Linked DNA regions of Capra hircus: region 2 is linked to region 1. Evidence: chromatin contacts called from public Hi-C data. All regions are on one chromosome and are shown on one strand. The core of a region is the stretch at or near the end of the contact, and the rest is flanking DNA. Distances in the headings are between cores, read along the strand shown.

Region 1 (3,855 bases), core at 651-3,150:
ATCATCATCCCCAATTCACAGGAGAGGAAAACCAAGGCTCACAACGTGAGTCACTTGCCCAGAGACATTTAATAACTGTGGGAGCCTCTCCCATTTAATAGGTGAGGTAAACGGAGGCTGAGAACTGAAGTCAAGTGGTCAAAGCAGTTCAGCTGGAAAGTAGTGGATTTAGAATTCCAAGCCAGGTAATTCGGTTCCTGCATCCAAGCTCACGCCTCTAGGTGGAACTGGGGTGAGAAGTGAGGGATCTGTTTGCGGGAGCCCAGCTTGAGAGAGAGAGGAAGTGGGTCCCATACCCTCGGCCCTCCCAAATCTAGCTCTGTATCCATCCGGTGTTCGTTCTTACTTGGATTCAGGGTCATCTTTGGCAGGTCTTTTGGGCATGTATTTTTTCACCAGGCTCCTACGGAGAGAGGCAGGAAGGCTGAGCCCCCAGTCCTCCAACCGCTCCCCCTAACCCCAGGGCGCGGCCACTCTAGGGTCTCACCGCAGTTGCTTTGCATAAGCCTGCTCCACCTCTGTCCGCTCTTTCACGAACTTCACGTATCTGTCCAACAGGTCCAGACCCCACTGCGTGTGCCGCTCGAGCACCTCAAACTGATCCTAGCAGGGGGATTGGGAGGACCAAGGTCAGGACCCGGGGACCCCACAGCCGCCAACCCAGCGGCAGGGGAGCCTCCTGGCTCCGAGCTCCAAGAAGGAGTGGCTTCCCGGCCCCGCCCCGGAGCGGCGCGGGGGGAGGCAGGAAACCGGCGGGAACCCCCTCCCCTTCCCGGGAAGGGCCAGAGAACTGGGGCGGGGCCCCAGCCGGACTACAGGGTCCCCTCTCCCGGCTCCAGGAGGGGTGTGGAATGGGGCAAGGCCACTCCCCCTGCCCCGGGTCCCCTAATCCCCCCTAGATTCCGGAAAATCCGGCCGGTCTGCCGTGAGTCAGGGCCAGAGGGGCAGGGTTCCCTGCAGCTTGGGGGGGCCCCAGAATGGTCGGAGCGCGGGCATTAGGTTCCCCCGGTCGCCAGGCTTCCCAGGGTCCCCCAGGGGCGACTCAGTTTTCCTCACTGACTCCACTTTACCTCCAAAAGAAATCCCAGAGTTGGTGTAGGGGGGACGATCTAGTTAACCCAGGGCACCCAGGAACCCAGGAGTACCACCGCCCCCAGAAAGAGGAGGCGTCAGAGGTTCCGGCTAGGAAAGGGGGAAAAAATTCTGGGGCTTCCAGGGCATAGGTTCGAGGCGATTGGTGGCGGCCCCTCCCAGTGCCTAAGGAGGGCTGGGGGAGGGGGCTGAGGCCGAGGCTCGCAGCCCCCTCCCCCCTACAGCGTCCCAATTCCCTAATTGTAGATTAGAGGCGACGCGAGGGCGGTTTGGACTTCCAGGTCCCACGTGGGGTTGGAAGTGGCCAGAGGGCCCCCTCCCCCGCCCCAGCCGGACAGGAGGACGGCGGGCAGGGACCCAGGGGCCGTAAGATAAGCCGCCGGCCCAGTCAGGGCGCTCAAAATAGGTGACCTCTCCCGGCTGCTCAGGCCTGGTCCCAGAACTTCTTCTGCCCTCCTCACTATGAACCCCGTACCTCAGTTTCCCTACGCGGCTCCTTAAAGGTCGCCCTCCGCTCCGGGGCGTCCTGAACCGCCCTGGGAAACTCCGCGGAGAGAGGGGATTCCAGGGGTCGGTGGAAGGGAACGCGCAGAGATCCCGCTGGGGTACTTAAGGGGCAAATCGTGGGTCTGGACCCCAGGAAGGGAGGAACTTGGAGTCAAGCGGAACGGACTCACCCACAGTTCGGTGCCCCAATCCATGCTGCTCCCGCCGCGGCCGACGCCTCCACCGCACCCGGTCCCTGCCGCCCGCCGCCGCCGGGAGACTCAGCCCAGGGCGAGGAGCCCGACCCCGCCTCGCTAAGGCCCCGCCCACTCCAAGCTCTGCCACGCCCCGTACACTCTGCCACGCCCCCGCACTCTTGGAGCCCTGGCACGGCCCCCTGAAAGCAAGACCCCCTCCAAGGAGGCGGGGCCCAACGGACGCCCCGCCCCTTCTTAAAGGAATGCGCGCCACCCGACGCCACTGGACAGACAGACCCCTTAAAGGACCCCCATCCATTTTCCAAATCCCCTGGGACCCTTTTGTCCACCCCATCCCTGCCCCGCCCTGGACAGTTTTTCTTTTCCTCTTTCCTTTCAATCATTCATTAAAGGGCCAAGACACTAAAACCCCAACCCAAGAGGTTTTCCCCCCACTCTATCGCAGGGAGAACTGAGGTCACCCCGCTCTTGAGGGCCGGCCTGGCTCCAGACGTCTACGTTCGTCCCACTAATGGTCTGGTCCCTCCGGCCACAGGGCGGATGGGAGGACTTCGATCCTGTCCAGGACGCGCCTCCGCCAAGGCCGGGTCCATTAGCGCCCCTACCGCATCCTGCCTCCCTCCCTAAAGTCTGCGCCGGGAAACTGAGGACGGGCTGTCCTTGGGGCGCCAGGCCCAGGCCTTTCCTCAGCTCCCGTACAGTTCGAGCTTGCACCTGCCCATTTCCCAGTCTCATCCATTAAGGCGCAATCAGGTTTAATAGTTTGCACAGACCCTAGTATTCCTACTCCACCACTCCCCCGCTCCTCGAACCCTTGGGCTTGGAAGTCTGTCACCTCTCTCATAAAAGTCAGTTCACACACTGTTAATCCCTTTGAGGCACTGGGATGAAAGGGGCGAGATCCAAGCAGCAACCTCCCCCCATTCCCATCCTCTTCTGCCTTTGGTGCTTTCTCTTTGGTTACAGAGGTGACAGTCGCCCTGCTGGGGCTGAGGGCATTAGACCCCCTGGGACAAGTCAGACTCTGAGCCCCGTCTTCCAGGACACAAGAAGTCACAACACGGCTAGGAGGATAGATAGCTCTAGTAACCCACAATGGGATAGACGGCTCTGCGGGGACCTGGCCCCACCTGCTGGTGGCTTCCGAGTTAGAAAACTTCAAATTGCAAAATAGACGGGCTCCAGAGGTTAAACAGAGACGGAAACGGCAACCCACTCCAGTACTCTTGCCTGGGAAATCCCATGGACAGGGGAGCCTGGCAGGCTACAGTACATAGGGTCACAAAGAGTCGGACATTACTGAGTTACTGAGCATGCATGCCAGAGGTTAGAGGGTCAGATCAAGTCAGAAACTCAGCCTGGGGTCTGGAACTCAGCGGCTCAGCCTGGGAGTTGGGGTCTCAACTGAAATTGGGATTCATCCCAGGGGGCACCACAACTGGGATGGAACCTGACTAAGATCGGAGGTTTAGGAGAGGGGTGAGCCACTAGTCGAAGGCCTGGGACTCAAACGAAGGACCACAGGTCTGTCTTAATCTGAGGTCAGGGCTCAGTCTTTATCTGAGATCTGTCTAGGTGTAAACTCAGCCAGAGATTAAGGCTCAGTATAGGCTGAGAGTAAAAGGGGAAGGGAGAGCTGCGTTTCAGCTGAGATCAGGACTTAGCTGCAGGTAGGCGCTCAGCCTGGTGTTGCGGTTCAGCCTGAATCAAGATTGTCCTGGGTTCTGGGGATGGGACTCCGTCCAGTGGCCTCACTCCAGGATAGAAGCGTCCGCCTAAGCCTGGTAACTCAGTCTGGGATCAAAGGTCATTCCAGGGTCATGATTTAGCTTGGGGCCAGGTTTTGGCCTCTCAGTGGATCAGCAAGATTAGGAAAACAAGACAGGCTTCAGCAAATGCAAGTGTTTACTAAAAGCCTGAGCTTTGGCTGGGAGCCACATCCCCAGGGGGAAAGAGGGAAGTCTGTCTTTAGGGATACTGGGAGATGTAGTTTATTGTATGCCCCCATTGAGTTGTTTGCTGCCCCACCCCCTCCAACTTTGCGTTCTGGGTAATGTAG
Region 2 (3,855 bases), core at 674-3,173, 98 kb before region 1:
TATATCCATCACGTATGTTATGGGTTAAATTGCATTGACCCCCCCCCACACACACAAATAGAGACCTAACACCCAGGACCTCAGAATGTGACCTTATCTAGAAATAGGATCTTGGCAGATATGATGAGTTAATTTGAGGCCACACTGGAGTAAGGGGGCCCTTAATGCAGTTAGATTGGTGTCCTTATGGTGGTTTAGTTGCTAAGTCATGCCTGACACTTTTGTGACCCCATGGACTGTAGCCCGCCTGTAGGAGGGAAGGGTCCTCTTGCCTGGGATTTCCCAGGCAAGAATACTGGAGTGGGTTGCCATTTCCTTCTCCAGGGTCTCTTCTAGACCCAGGAATAGAACCCATGTTTCTTGCACTGCAGGTGGATTCTTTACCAACTGAGCCATTGGGAAGCCAGTGTCCTTATAGAAAGGAGAAATGTCTTTGTTTTTTGTTTTTGTTTTCGCCTCATGGCTTGGAGAATCTTACTGTCCAAACTGAGGATCAAGCTCTGGTCCTTGGCAATGAACGCATGGAGTCCTAACCACTGGACCATGAGGGAATTCCCCAGGAGGGAGAGATTGGACACATGCACACAAGTAGGATGCTGTGTGAACTCTGGAGTTGTGCTCCCACAAGGCAAGCTCCCAAGAGGTGTGAGAGAGAGATGCCTGAAACAGATTTCTCTCCACCATCTTCAGAGGGAGAACAGCCCCCCACTGACACCTTGATCTTGAACTTCTGGTCCTCAGAACTGTGAGACAATCAATTTGTTTGGTTTAATTAAGCCATTCATGGCAGGAAAGCAATGACAAACTTAGACAGTGTGTTCGAAAGCAAAAACATCAGTTTGCTGACAAAGGTCCATACAGTCAAGGCTATAGTTTTTCCAGTAGTCATATACAGATGTGAGAGTTGGACCATAAAGAAGGTTGAGCACCAAAGATGCTTTTGAACTGTGGTGTTGGAGAAGACTCTTGAGAGTCCCTTGGACTGCAAGAAGATCCAACCAGTCCATTCTAAAGGAGATCAGGACTGAATATTCATTGGAAGGACTGATGCTGAAACTGGAGCTCCAATACTTTGGGCACCTGATGCAAAGAGTCGATTCATTGGAAAAGACACTGATGCTGGGAAAAATTGAAGGCAAGAGGAGAAGGGGACGACAGAGGATGAGATGGCTGGATGGCATCACTGACTCGATGGACATGAGCTTGGGCAAACTCCGGGAGATGGTGAGGGACAGGGAAGCCTGGAGTGCTGTAGTCCATGGGGTTGCAAACAGTCAGACATGACTTGGCGACCGAGCGACAATGGCAACAATTAAGCCACTCAGTTTGTGGTACTCAGTTGTGGCAAACTAATACAGTGTGCGTGCATCCCCAGGCTGCTGCTGCTGCTGCTGCTGCTGCTAAGTCGTTTCAGTCGTGTCAGACTCTGTGCGACCCCATAGACGCCAGAGCCCACCAGGCTCCCCCGTCCCTAGGATTCTCCAGGCAAGAACACAGGCAGCTGGATGTAACTGACAGCCAGAGCCAGGGAAGTTATAGGGCAACGTGGGGCTGCCCTGTGTTCCACTTGTTCGTTCATTGGTCGCGCTGGGTCTTTGTCGCTGCACACGGACTTTCTCTAGCTGCAGCGAGCAGGGCTGCTCTTTGTTGTGGCGCGTGGGCTTCTCACTGCAGGGGCTTCTCTTGTTGCGGATCATGCGCTGCAGAGCGCTGGCTTCAGGAGCTGTGGCACAGGGGCTTACTTGCTCCCCGATAGTTGGGATTCTCGCAGAACAGGATTGAACCTTGTCCCTTGCATTGGCAGGCAGATTCTTAACCTCTGGACCCCTTGCCCTGTGTTCCTCTGAACCTCTCTATGCCAATACATTTCGGTGACAGCTGCTCCCGGGAACCCAACTCTACAGGCCACACCAGGGCACACCTGAGGCCGCCCCTCACCTCCGCCAGCCGGTAAGAAGTGGCCGCCTTCAGCAGCTGTCTGCCTGGTCCCTCGTGGGGGGTGTAACAAGGCAGCTCCAACCACTTCTCCAGCCCCTTCCTCCCTCCCTCCCACTCTGAGCACAGTAAACTCCTGGTAATTTTCAGAACCTACAAGGCTCGCATTCATTTCTCTTTCCCCTAGACCCACCCCATTTTTCTTTTTTTCAAATTGAAGTATAGCTGATTTACAGTATTGTGTTAGTTCCAGGGGTACAGCAAAGTGATTCAGTTATACATACTTTTTTTCGGATTTCTTCCCATATAGATTGTTACAAGATACTGAGCATAGTCCCCTATACTATAGAGTAGGTCCTTATTGTTTGCCTGTTTATACAGCCTGTAGATGTTAATCTCATACACCTAATTTATCTCTCTCACCCCCCTCTTTGCCCTTTGGTAACCACAGATGTTTTAAATCTATGAGTCTGTTTCTATTTTGTAAATAAATAACTGTGGGTTGTTGTTTTTTTTTTAGTTTCCACGGATAAGTGATATCATACAGTATTTTTTTTCTGATTCACTTTGCTTAGTATGGTAATCTTTAGGTCCATCCATGTGGCTGTAGATGACAAGATTCCATTTGTATAATGGTTGAGTAGTATTCCAGTGTGTGTGTGTGTGTGTGTGTGTGTGTGTGTGTACACGTCTTTAGCCATTCATCTGTTGATGGTGTTGATGGTGCGTCCCAATCCTTAGAAGGACACTAGCCCCATTGACTTAGGGTCCACCCTAACACCACTTTAACTTAATTAGCTCTTTAAAGAACCCATCTTCAAATACAGTCAGCATCACAGCTTCCTTCTTATCACACAAGTGAGTGAATAAATCAATGAATTAATGAAGGAACGATAGAAAGGGCTTCTGGCAGGTTCTGATTTTATTCCGTGTATTCACTGCTTCTCCCTGGTTGAGGAGTAAACCTTTGCCAACTGATGTTGCTCTGGCCAATGAGATGTCTTCTTTTCATTCCCAAGAATACGAGAAAACCGCCGAGTGGTCCAGTCATTTCTCTGTTACTCCTGCCACAAGCCTGGCACGTCCCAAGGCTGCAGTGCCTTCTCCTTCCAGAAGCTTCTTCTTCAGCAGAGTTGAAGCCAGTGCATGAAAGAATTATGCGACGTTGAGATGAGAAATCATTTGTTACAGTAGCAACACTCAGCCCAAGGTGACAGATTTTTTTTCTCCTAAGAGTTATTTCTTCAGGAAATCTACCAAAGATGTGATTTCCGGGGTTTCAAAAGCCTAAGGAAAGATTCTGGTGCTCACATCAGCAGCACAAATATTAAAACTGGAACAGCACCTGTGCAAGGATGACAGCAAATTTGTCAAGCGTCCCATATTTTCGACATGGATGGACCTGGAGCCTGTCATACAGAGTGAAGTCAGACAGAGGAAAACAAATATTGTATATTAACACATGTATGTGGGATCCAGAAAAATGGTATAGATGATCATACTCACAAAACAGAAACAAAGATACAGATGCCGAGAAGAAACGAATGGACACCAAGGGGGAAAGGAGGGAGGGTGGGATGAACTGGGAGGTTAGGACTCACATATACACGCTATCAATACTGTGTGTAAAATAGGTAAATAATGAGAATCTTCTGTACAGCAGCTGGAACTCTACACAGTGCTCTGTGGTGACTTAAATGGGAAGGAAATCCAAAAAAGAGGGGACATATGCATACACATAGCTGATTCACGTTGCTGTACAGTAGAAACTAACATAACATTGTAAAGCAACCTTTGCCGACAAAGGTCCACATAGCCAAAGCTACGGTTTTTCCAGTAGTCATGTACACATGTGAGAGTTGGACCATAAAGAAGGCTGAGCGTCGAGGAATTTTTGCTTTCAAATTATGGTGCTTGAGA

Evidence for each region. Hi-C and Micro-C count contacts between places; a contact is called where the count stands out from the background.
Region 2: a Hi-C map of blood shows a contact between it and region 1, with 5 times the contacts expected there. The contact joins the enhancer-like site here to the promoter of TRIP10 in region 1. A contact is called at or near these places in 2 of 5 Hi-C or Micro-C datasets (both in blood).

What each region holds. Positions count from the first base shown.
Region 1 is chr7:92,751,080-92,754,934 of ARS1.2, reverse strand. It overlaps TRIP10 (cdc42-interacting protein 4), which reads right to left and starts at 1,900. Exons shown (of 14, transcript XM_018050979.1): 1 at 1,770-1,900; 2 at 488-603; 3 at 347-403. The coding sequence starts at 1,793.
Region 2 is chr7:92,848,894-92,852,748 of ARS1.2, reverse strand. No RefSeq gene overlaps it. Among named protein-coding and RNA genes, the nearest start is that of ADGRE1, 30 kb to the left of the region's middle. Within about 2 kb of position 1,923, at least 1 of the 5 cell types and tissues checked has an H3K27ac peak or open chromatin away from gene starts, as enhancers often do.